Linked DNA regions of Zea mays: region 2 is linked to region 1. The links are chromatin contacts, called in public Hi-C maps. All regions are on one chromosome and are shown on one strand. Each heading gives the region's core, a stretch centred on a gene start, on an enhancer-like site or on the middle of the called end of the contact. The rest is flanking DNA. Distances are from core to core; before and after follow the strand shown. Region 1 holds the start of LOC100382010 (CSC1-like protein RXW8). Region 2 holds the start of LOC100285989.

What was found. Hi-C and Micro-C count contacts between places; a contact is called where the count stands out from the background.
Region 2: a Hi-C map of ear shows a contact between it and region 1, with 1.7 times the contacts expected there. The contact joins the promoter of LOC100285989 here to the promoter of LOC100382010 in region 1. A contact is called at or near these places in 2 of 25 Hi-C or Micro-C datasets (ear and tassel).

What each region holds. Positions count from the first base shown.
Region 1 is chr1:263,855,174-263,861,341 of Zm-B73-REFERENCE-NAM-5.0, reverse strand. It overlaps LOC100382010 (CSC1-like protein RXW8), which reads right to left and starts at 2,226. Exons shown (of 12, transcript NM_001174776.1): 1 at 2,080-2,226; 2 at 1,902-1,972; 3 at 495-851. The coding sequence starts at 775.
Region 2 is chr1:264,501,340-264,507,507 of Zm-B73-REFERENCE-NAM-5.0, reverse strand. LOC100285989 reads right to left here and starts at 2,733. Exons shown (of 2, transcript NM_001158877.1): 1 at 2,180-2,733; 2 at 1,388-2,032. The coding sequence starts at 2,641. The coding sequence ends at 1,523. It also overlaps a transcript of LOC100279310 not described here.

The DNA.
Region 1 (6,168 bases), core at 977-3,476:
GACAATATTGTGAAGAGAGGTAGAGGATGACCAAACTTGACATGGGAGGAGGCTAGCAAAAGGGACTTGAAGGAATGGAATATCTCAAAAGAGTTGTGTTTGGATGGAAGTACTTGGAAAGAAGTTATTCACGTGCCCGAACCATGATTAGGCCTCCCTTTTAGTTCTCTCAAAAGTTTTTCCCCCTCCCCTTTCTCTTTCTCTTTTTGGTGACTTTTTATTGGGTCTCAACTCTAGCCTACCCCAACTTGCTTGGGACTAAAAGACTATGTTGATGTTGATGTTGAAGCAGCAAGAAACCAAGAAGCAGTGCAGTTTGATAGCCACATTAGTGGGCTTGTTATTATCAAAGTGACATAGCAAGGAAACCTTGTAGACCAAAATACAAACTGATAAATTCAAGTAACACAAAAAAACAGTTTATAATGTTGGCAGTAACTTTTAACAGTAACCAAAAACTAAAGAAGCACATGTGAAAGTAAAAATGCAAATACCTGAATACTAGAATTCTATTGAAAACAACAGCATCCAACCCAGCAGTAGCCAAGATTTCTTCCTCTGTGCACCGCAGACTTTTCACAATCCAGCTAGGGGAAGGGACAAATCTCTCCAAGATAAAAGCATCACGGAGCCGGTTGTGCTCCTCAGCAATCCTTCTTCCAAAATAGACCTTAACATTCTGTGGCTGCTTCCTTAGAATGGAGTACAGTGACAGAAAAAGTACACAGAGACCGATGTTGATTCCAGCAGAGGTCAGGAGACCGCCGACTTTCATCTCTTTCTAAAACACGTATATGAGATCCAACAATCCTGTCATCGAAATATGAAAAGCTTCATGATTATGTCAGTACCTGCAGGAACAGAGTAATAGTTGACATTTCACTTATATAGGAGTCATACAGGAATGAACTGTTAATTTCACATATATATACAACTACTTTTACTTTTATAAGTTCAGTGTTTTTTAGTTCTGAAATAATGCAATCATTGATATTGATTTATTAAAAACACAGTAGAAAAAGAGTTGTAACATTGACCAAAGGCAAGATGGTTCGTCCTCTGTATAGAACTAGAGCAAATGTGTTTAAATAAATTCTGCAGTGAGATTTGCAAAAAGTTGACTGCATCGTAGAAAAGTACAGAATGGAATATCTGACAGTGTTCCCAGAAGACATAAAGAATCTGAAGATCAAAGGCAAGATTATTCATCCTCTGTATAGAACTGGAGCAAAAATGTTAAACTAAATAAATTCTGCATTGAGATTTGCAAGAAGTTGACTGCATCATAGAGAAGTACAGAATGGAATATCTGAGAGCGTTCCCAGAAGACAAAGAATTGAAAAGTACGGCTTTGTCAGTTTGTGCCAAAAAGGACAGAAAGAAATTTTCTCTTGTCTACTGTTAAAAAGAAGGGTTAGTTGGAAACATGCCACTGAAATTTTTGAAAAAATGGAAACTATTTCATTTTCATGTCACTCCATGGCATCAAAATGAACTAGATGTCACTCCATGTCATCAAAATTAATCCTAAAAAGAAAGGTGCAGCGCCTAAAAGGCGCACTTCAGATTTCACAAGACTATCTCAGATTTCACATATCATGTTTGGGTCTCCCGTCCCATCTGTTGGCGTTGTTGCATGCTACAATTAGAAGTTAGAACAGTCGATCGTCTATCCAGAATACTTAACCCCTAAGGCACGTGATATTCAAAATCAACACATCGAGATTACAGTCACCGTCCCGTGCAATTTACGCCGACAGATATGCATTACTAGCAAAATCTCGAACCGAGAACGCATAAAGCCAATGGTGTTCACACTTTCGCTCTGCGCGAAGTCTCGAATTCCCCAAACCAATCGTAATCTCAAGTTCTCGACGGCACCAAGAGAGAAGCAGACTTACCCCTTACAATAGTTCCCCCAAGCCGAAAGCTCAATCCAACAATGCCGACCGAACTCGACTCCAGCAAAACCCTACACATCCATCGATGACCCCAAAAAAGTCAGGGAAAAAACTCCCGCAAAAAAAAAAAACTCTGCGGCTAGAATCATATACAGAACAGAGCAACCATGGTGATCACCTCGAGCAGAGTGGAGTCAAGTCGAGTCGAGCGGCGGCAACGCGCTGCCGATGGCAATGAACTGTCGAGGAAGGCGATCGAAGTGGAGAGGGGCACGGAGGGCGGGCGGGGCGCTGGGGAGGATGGTTATAGCAGTAGGAGTAGTTGGCGATCGGTGGGTGGGATCGGATTTGGAAGTTTCGATTGGAAGGAAAGGATGGCATGGAGGATGGGCCTGCGGCTGCGGGTCACAGAAAGGAAAGTGACGGTTGGAACGGCGTAACGGAGCAGAGCGGAGCGAGCCTGTGAGTCAAAATGCTCCCACGGGGAAAAGGTGGAGGGAGGGAGGCGGGACCCAACCGCCCAATGCCACGGGGATGGTCGGATGGATGCCAATTGCCAAGAGATCCTGTGCTGTGGGCTTAGACGTACTTTGTAGGAGTTGCAAGCCATGATTAAAATTTTTCTTAATGTCCTCCTAGTCATGTAGCATTGTCAATCGCGCTTTTTTTCTAACTAAATTTTCTTAATGCCATCCAAGTCATGTAGCATTGTATATCGAACGCCCGACTTAAATTGAAGAATCTCTCTGTAACAGTTCATAAGACGTAACCATTTTTTATTTGTCCCATAATATAAGACATGTTCTAGCGTATATCGATACAGTAATATAGAGATAATTAAATATATTTCTTGGTCTTCGAATAGAGATAGTTGCGCCTTATATAATGAGACGTCTTATATATTGAGACAGAGAAAGTACATATCAATTTAGTAGTTTTATCCTGAATCAAATTTACCATATTCATTTATAAAATAACATAAAAAATTCACCATCAAATTATACTTATGAGATTCAATAAGATTAATTTGATGACAAAATATTATAGTATATACTTTTAAAATTAATTTCAAATTATAAGGCCGGACTAGGAAAACAAAGTTACGGCATATATATAATTTTGATGGATGGATGGAATATCTTTTTCTATAATAAAATAAGGAATTATATAAGTGTCAAAAGGTAAAGCGATAAGTTTGGAAAAGATTTTGTTGACTCACGCAGTTGTTTCTTTTTTATATGACTATTTATGTATTTCCTCTATTTTAAACTATAAGATGTTTTGGTTTTTTAATATATATTTTTAAAAACTATACAATTTAAATTTTGTTCTAGAAATGTCAAAAGATTTAAAGTTTGTCTGCAGATGACAGAGTAGACTAGCTGGCTTATGGACAAGCAAATGGATCAAGACCAGTACTAAGGAACCTTATTTTTCCAAAAAAAATCATTTACTAAGGAAAATTAGTTTATTTTTTCTTGTAAAGATGAGAATCCTTAGGGAAATGGACTTGTCAAACTAGTCTTAAACAAAGGAAACCGACATAGGCTTGCAGATGTTCTCGTCCCTTTTTCCACTTTTCTCCACAGCCAAATCGATGCTTCTGTCCACACACTCAGTGTATATGTCCATATTGTTACTCCTCTGTGTGCATGCATGGTTGCACGCGGTATAGTACAGAAGGTGTATGCGCCATTATTTTATTTGGCATGGCTCAGCACGTGTTGTGTTGGAGTTTGATACCGATGGTACGCACGGGAAGTACCATGTAGTGTTTTTGTGAGGATGGCAAAGTCGATTGTGGCTCGATGGTTCATGCAGGGCACGATGGAACATAGAAGATTTTTTTACAGATTCGGGTTGCTCAAGCGTGTAATACCTTACATCATGTATGTTTGTAGTGTTGTATTGCACGGTGTTCTTGGTTATAGAGAAGTCTAGAGCTAGAAGATGAGTATGTCCGTAGGGAGATATCTCATTTTTGTAGTGTCGGTGTTTCAAACCTTGCTCTGACAAGTAAATTTATTGTGCGTGTTTCGGGCTCCAGAAAGTGTGCTCGGTGCGCGTAAGATTTATATTGGTTCGAGCAGAACGTACCTACTTTCAGTCATCGGTGTTTGCGCTGCCGGCACCATTGATGATCAAAGCTCATAGTAAGGGTTACAAGTGGACCAGAGAGGGAGGAGAGGTTCCCGAGTCTCTTATTCGTCGTAGAGGTGGTTAGAAAGTGGAGTCTTAGCTAAGTCTTGGCTTGGCGGGTGGCTCCAACCTCTAGGTCCTCCTCCTCCTATTCGTTGGTCCCTCTCATATGGGGTCTACCCTTGTGGGTGCATTCGTCTGAAAGGAACCAACCCCCTAACCTAAGGGCCAATCCCATCCTTTTATAGGTCGGGAGAGGGGTCAGGCAGCGTTGGCTTCCCTAGGAAGGAGCCATCAGGCAAGGGTAAAATCAAGTGTTTTACCTGAGGTAAAGCCACACGTTCTTGTGGGCCCCGGGTGTAGGAAACGGGTGACGCCTAAGAGGGGGTGAATTAGGACTTCTAAAACTTTCACTAAACTAGGCCACAAATAATTCCCTAGAGCAAAACCTATGCAAATAATCAAACTAGAATGTGCAAACTAGGTTTTGTCTAAGTGTTGCTAACTCTATCGCAATGACTAAGTTTCAATCTACACTATATAAGTATAAAGACAAGATTGAAACTTAAATGCTTGATATAAATGCGGAAGCTTAAAGAGCAAGATAGAGATACAAACTCTCGTGGATGATACCGATATTTTTACCGAGGTATCCGGAACCACGCAAGGTCCTGACTAATCCTCGTTGATGCCCCTACGCAAAGGAAAGCCCAAGCGAAGGTCAAGCACCTCGGTCGAGTAACTCCGTAGAGAGCCGCGGGCCTTCTCCACGCGCAAGTAGTGCTCCGCTTCCGGCTCCTCTTGGACGCTCCCACCGTCTCCACTATTGAGCTTCCGGCCGAAAACGCTGTGGGCCTTGTTCCTTCCGGTACACGGTGGTGGTCGTGACACAAACGCGGTTGTCACGGTCTCGCAAGACTCTCTCCCCACTCGGTACAATTACAACAGCCCGCGCAAGAGCCGAGGGGTTGTGTGATTTTACAAAACTCACTCAACTAACTAGGGTTCACCTAGAGCAAGCGCTAAAGCGGTCTAACTAACCTAAGCACTTCGCAAAACACCTACGCTAATCACCGAGTGATTCTATTAAGCACTTGGGTGTAAGAGCACTTGGGAATGTCTACTATATGCCTTGGTATGTCTCTTGGGCTCCCACACCTTGAAATGGCCGGTTGGGGGTGTATTTATAGCCCCCAACACAAATCTAGCCATTGGAGAAAAGCTGTTGCTCTCTGCGACACACCGGACAGTCCGGTGGTGCACCGGACAGTGCACTGTTCACTGTCTGGTGCGCCTAGTCGTTGCTCTGACACCGCAGACGACCGTTGGTGCGCAGGCTTTTCACACCGGACAGTCCGGTGGTCTTCTCTCCACAGTGCCACCTGGAACTAGCCGCTAGGGCTACTGTTCCTGGTGCACCGAACAGTCCACGCGTGTGGCACCGGACAGTCCGGTGCTCCTCGCACAGACAGTCCGCAGGCAACACTTCTTTCTTCTCTTGAACTTCACTTGATCATCATAACGTCTTCTGTTGAGGTGTTGCTTTCCTCAATGTCTTGGTCCAAGTTACTTTAGCATCCTGTGAACTACAAACACAAACACTAGCAAACGCATTAGTTCACAGATTGTATTAATCATCAAACACCAAAACTCATTAAGCCAAATGGTCCGGGGTCCATTTTGCTTACAATCTCCCCCTTTTTGGTGATTGATGACAACACAACCAAAGCAAGCAAATATAACAAACATTTGAATGAAAATATGCAATCTCCTTGCTAGGATGCATGTTTGTCCCCACAATGTGATATTATGGACTTAAGCCTCCCCATAACTCCATAATTCACTTACTTCCTATTTAGACCAAATAACCAAAATCACTTAAAAACCACTTGAAGAAATAAAATTTTAAATTGGTGGTGTTTGATGTTTGATACAGTTTTCATTGCTTTGGTCCCTAAACTTCTCCCCTTTGGCATCAACCACCGAAAAGGAAGACATTAAAAGCATGTAGGAAGCAAATAATACTTGCCCTCACAATGGATTTGTCAAATGATACCAATTGTAGGATACCAATTGAAGCACCAAATTGTTACTCCCCCTAAATGAGTGTTCTCTTTAGAAAGAATAT
Region 2 (6,168 bases), core at 1,484-3,983, 650 kb before region 1:
ACAACTCATAAGATATAAGACTAGTAGGTTGCAAGACTAAGCATTTTCATCATCCCTAGCTGATTGTGTTGCTGGACCATCAAGCCACAGGTTATCATGCTCAACTTCAAGTTCTTGTGTGTCTTCCTCCACACTGTGTTAGAAGGAGGGCGAGAATGGGAGGAGAATGAAAACAGAACAAAACTATAGATGTCCAAGCAGCCAGCAGGGGCACTAGTGAGGCAGTGACCAGACCAGGCGTGGACCCGAGACAGTGAAGAAGGGAAACACGCACCCGCACGGAGCACCAGCCGACCAACCGTCAAGCTACAACTTGATCCGAGGAGGCGAGGAGCACCAACCGACCAACGAGGAGCACCAACGATGAACGGGCATCACCAATCACCAGATCCGAATGGGATTAGGGTTAGGGTTAGTCACATGGAGGCGGAGGGAGGGACGAGAGGGAGCACGAGAGACGTCGGTGATGGTGAGCCATCGACCGTCGACGGTGGGAGGAGGCACCGAGGCGACAGGGAGCCGGGGAGGAAGAAAATCGCCAAGCGCGAAAGAGCCGCAGCCGCACGAAGTCGGGGATGAGGGCAGTCGACGAGGGCGGGGCGGGGATTTGGGATTAGGGTTTCCAATTTGTGAGATGGGGCGCGCGCCATAGGGTCGGTCGGTCAGCCACTCTGGCTTATTAGCCAGCAGCGGGCTGATAACGGGCCGACCCATTATACATGTCAGGTCGTGCCAAAGCACGTGGGCCGCATATGGCGTCCAAGCCCAGCACGCGGATCGGGCCGTGCCAGCCCGGGCACAAACTCAATCGGGCTGTGTCGTGAGACAAAAAACGTGCCGGACTACGAGTTAAATAGACGACCCGTACTGTTTAGACATCTATAATGTCGGGGCGGTGGAAGACGTTGGTGCGATGCAAATAAAACCACACCGCGCCTCCGCGTCTGCGGCCGGGGCGGAACGGGACTCGGCAGGCGGGCATTATCGCGTTCGTGCGTTGGATGCATGGAGCCATCGCCGCGGCTCCATCCATCAGGTTAAGATAGCCATGCGTGGTGTGATCCCGTGGACTGGATCCATCCCTTGGTACAGAAACAAAAATAGGATACATCCGCAGCTCTGGATCCAAAAAAAAAAAAAAACTAGGGCGTGGCATGCGAGCATCGCGCCGTGCGCACCGGCATGGCATGCTGGTCATTCACCACCAACTGTGCATACTCCTGCTGCTCGGCACGCGGTCATTCAGGCTTCAGTACGGAGCGTATCAGAATTGGTCGCGCCAAATGAAGCCATGTTTCCCGTTCCCAGCTCCAGCAGCCGTGTCTCCTTGTTTTGATTTCATTGCGTTTTGAGAGTTTTTTTCTTTTTTTTTTGTGGAAAACAAAGTCAAAAGATGCATCCGTCTCATATCCGCATCACTGAACCGTCGCTGCCATAAACAAGACCCCCAAAAAAACCTACTACTACTACTACTACTCTAATCCAGCAATCCTATCCTATCGGTTTGACAACCAACCAGCCATCACGAAAAGTTGACGCAGACGCTGCCGTTCTTGGCGCACCCGCACGCGGGGCACGCCCTGGCCGCACCGGCGCACGGCGCGCACGCGCACAGGTGCCGGCACGGGAGCAGCAGCACGTCGGCCGCGCTCAGGCCGCACACCGCGCACGTCCTCGCCAACGACGTACCCGTCCCGCCGTCCTCCCCCCCGCGGCAGCACGACCCGGCGTCGTCGGCGTCGGCGCCGGCGCCAGGTGCGCCGCGCGTCCGCTGGTCGTCGAGCGCCTGCTGCAGCTCGGCGCGGAGCTCGTTGGCCGTGGCCTCGTTGGCCCGCGCCAGGTCACGCCACAGCTGCGCCTCCACGTAGAGGCTCCTGGCCCGCTCCTCGAGCGTGCCGTTGATGCGCGCCGTCCGCTGGACCTCCTCCTCCCTGGCGCGCAGCCGCGTCGCCGCCGCTGCCTCCACGGCGGCCACGACCTGGCGGGCCTGCCGCCGCCGCAGCTCCGTGAGCGCCGCCCACATGTTGGCGGTCTGCAGTTATTATTCAAATCATCCACGTTAATACCAACCACGTCAACGACGACCGACTCCTCCAACAACGGTGGCGCCGAGACGGCCGGAACGACACCGCGCGCCGGGCGCTCAACTCAACCGAAAGTGATAGAGGTAGTATAGTACTTGTTGGAACACGAGGCGGTTGACGTCGACGATATGCTGCTGAAACTGCGCCGCCACATCGTCGGCCGCGCAGACCTGGAACACCGGCGGCGTCTGCTGCTGCTCGGCGCGCTTCCGCCTCTTGGGCGCCGGCGCCACTGCCGTCACCTCCTGCCGCGCCGCAGCTCCTCCTCCTCCGAACGTGACGTCGCTCTCCGCCGCGTCGCCCAGGAACATCTGTCCGCCGGCAGCGATCGTCGAGACCCGTGGAGCCAGGACGCCCACGCACGAGGCGTTGTGGAGCCTCAACTCCTGCTGCGGCTGTTGTTGTTGATGGTGATGATGTTGGCTCGGTCTCGCCGTCGTCGCGCACCTATCTTCGTCGGCGCCGGCCCAAGGCCACCCCGCGCTGGCGAGCTGCTGCTGCTGTTGCTGCTGCCTGTGTCCTCCTGCCAAGAGGAGGCGATGCGCTTCGACGGCCATGGCTACGCACCCGATCGTGGGTGGCACGGCTGGGCGGCAACGCCCTTGCCCTCAGGTTCCGGGAGGGAAGAAGAAGATGCGTCCGCGTCCTCTCTTATGTAGGAGTACGTACGATTCCTAAAAGAAGAAGGCGGGCGAGCACGGCAATATATATCCTCCTGTCCTGTGTCGACGAGCGAATGCCAAGCCAAGCATGGAGGGCCCGGCGGCCAAGGCGTGGTGGTGGGTGCCTGGTGGAGATGGCGACGCGGGTGGCGCTGCCTGGGACGTCACAGCAGCCTCTCGCCTCGGGGAAGAGGCTCGCGGAGGTGGCGACAAAGGAGGGAGGGCGGGCTTGGAGTCTTGGACGCAAAATAGGGAGCGGCGCTCGTATTTATGGCGCTGGCTGCTGCCGGAAATAACGATAAAAAAGGCAAATAATCCGAGGCCTTTTGAAAAGAAGTTTGTTTTTTATTTTTATATGTTTTGATTTAGCAGGTATACCGCGCCGGATTATTTGTGCCGTGGTTTATCACGTACATAGTATTATGGAGTAAAGTAGATATAGCAGATGTTGTTTCCGTAAGATGTGTGGTTGGCTCTGCCTGCGTGGTCGCACATGATGCGCACGAATTGGATCTCGGGCGTGCAGATAGGAAAGCGTTGAATAGCAGTTCAATCGATAAAACGAGTCAAGCTAAGCGTACTTAGCATGAACACGAGACGAATCTTTCGATACCACACTGTGTGCTGCTGCTGCAGCAGCAGCAGCAAATTTACCCGGCTGAAAGCTAGAAGCGCGGCCACCACATCGATGTGGCACCGTTTTGGAACTCGGAACGAAGCAGCAGGAGTCCATCATTCATTCATCCCACATTCCCACTCATCTACTACTACATACATCCAGGCATCAGGACGTGACGACGCACGGTGAGATGGCCGTGTGGAGTACGTGTCGCGCGCCGCTCGCGCGGGCCCACGTGCAAGCGAGAGGTGGGGCCCGTATGACGGGCAGAACCTATCTAGGAGTATTATTTTTTATTTATTTTTTTGCGCGGCGTAGAGGTGACGATTCCTTCTGGTTGCTGTCACGTACTGCTGCTGGTGGATCTTCTCTGGACATCATCAGAGACGAGAAAATGCAGGAGGATGGATGACGATTCCTCCCCGCTGTATCGGAGGAGATCCTAGTATATCTAGTAGACCAGTGACTAGACTATGTAGGTATACGACGACGAGATGGCGTAGCCATGCCATGGACGATCGATCGTTCGTATTCACACAACACATCGAATCTTGCTCTCCATCTTTTTTTTTATGTTATTTTTTACACATCGTCGAATGGACCCAAGACAAGGAGAGAAAAAAGAAAAGAGAAAGGATTGCAATGCGAACGTCTAGCCGCCGCCGGCTTGCAGGCGTCACGTGTCCCACCCATCCCATCTGGACGCCGTCCCTGAAATTCGGTGCCGTTACCTCTCTCCTTGGTCGTATCCGTCGGTGAGGTGAGGTCGTCGTTATAGATGCACTAGCCACCTAGCTCTAGCGTCTAGTAGTATTAGGTATCATTCACAAGCTGCACGTGACGACCGAGTACTATTGTTCATCCTTCATCAGAACGAAGCGATATATTGTGGGATTTTGTTTGAATATGCACTAGTAGTAGCTTCCTAGATCACAAGAAAAAGGAAATGTTTTCTTTACCGGCCGGCCGGATCAGCAGGTTTCGGTCAGTGTAGCATACGAATCAAAAAAAAGGCAGTTGGCATAGGCAGGAGCAAGGGATGGATACATGCCACATCAACGTCTTTATCTCATGTCCTTGTATATTGGTTACCTCTAAAACGCTGTCTTCCAGAGGTTCAGTCGTTTTCGTCGCAAGACAGATAACTGTGTGTCTGTGTTGTGTCTCCGATCACATTATTTGTCATCATGGTTAGCATGTGGATTCTTGTGAGCTCACCCACCTTTTCTAATCCCACAACCACAAAAAAAAAAAGAAAAAGATTAGTGAGATATGTATGGTTAACTGCCAGCCCTGTCACTTTCTTCAGTCAACCTAAATAAAGGAGAGTAAGTAAAGCGTGATTCCTCCATTTATCTAACAAAGTAAATGCCGCCCTAACTACAAAAAGGCTCTGTACCTTCAGAGAGAGAGAGAAAGTTCCACTGCTGCTTGTTCACGTGTGGGTGGGGTTCGGGAGATTGGATTGGATTCAGCGTGAGTGAGGCACAAAGGTATTTGGTGGATATGCATGGTGGTGGGGAGTGAGAAACGGTGAAATTTCATTAAACTAGAACGGGCGGCAATTGCACAAAAAACAAGTTAAAGTGCTCTAATGTTGATTGTTTTGTTGCACAAAGCAAATTCACCTAATATTACTAACCGTGATTCTTTAAATAATGACGATGCCGAGATGCGTCACATCGGAAACCTAATGCACTTGGAAGGAACAAATAATTTTATCCAGCTAGCAGAGTTCACAGTAGGGGTGGGGTGGGGGGGGGGGGGGGGGGGGGGGGGGGGGGGGGGGGGGACGACGAAAGAGAGAGATGGAACATTGTTTGACAAAACTAAAGGCCGACGTCACAGATTGTCACCTAGTACAGCTCGTATACTACCACTTGACCCTTTCGGTACGCCCACACACACACACACCACTACACATGTGCGCGGCACTTAATAATTCTTCGCTCCTCCTTGGAAGGCAAACCGAAACACCACATCCAACGAAGATGGCACAGATTTTGATCCCATGTCGACATGCTACGTACTAGCCTTTTGATGGAGAAGTCTGAGTATACTAGTGAGATGAAGATGATGGAGAACACAGACCATCACACCACTTATCCTAAGCTATCATCGATCTATAATAGATACATAGAGCGTGTTTGGTTCGGCTTTTTTCTGGCCAGCTTATCTGAAAAGCTGGTTGTGGGGAAAAGCTGGCTGTTGGGAAAAGCTGGTGGTTAGAATTTAGGTGTTTGGTTCGCCAGCTTTGCAGAAAAGCTGTTCGTCAGAATCTACGTGTTTGGATAATCAGATTCTCATATTGCAGATTCTGTTCGAACAAACGATAAAATGAAAGCCATAACGCAGATAAAGGTCATTACACAATAATTAGTGGAGTTGATTACATCATAAGTACTGTTACAATCACTAAGTTAACTACGACACTAATGCATTAGCAATTGCATCTTGAAAATCACTCATGTCTAACTCATCAGATGTACTAGTACTACTCTCACCTGCAGGTACATCATGACTTAGGCTATTAGCTCCTACTTCATCAAAATCTCTATCGTGTAGAGCACTATCTCTAATGAAGTTATGCAATGTCATACATGCAATAATTATCTTGGATTGTTTCTCAAGCGAAAATGAAGGGAGACTTAATAGAATTCTCCACTTCATTTTGAGCACCCCAAATGATCGCTCAATAACATTTCGTAGAGATGAGTGCGCATAGTTGAATACTTCTTTGCTCCCAATAGGTTGCCTCGCATTTTGCCATTCTGTAATGTGGTACTTCTGACCCTTATAAGGT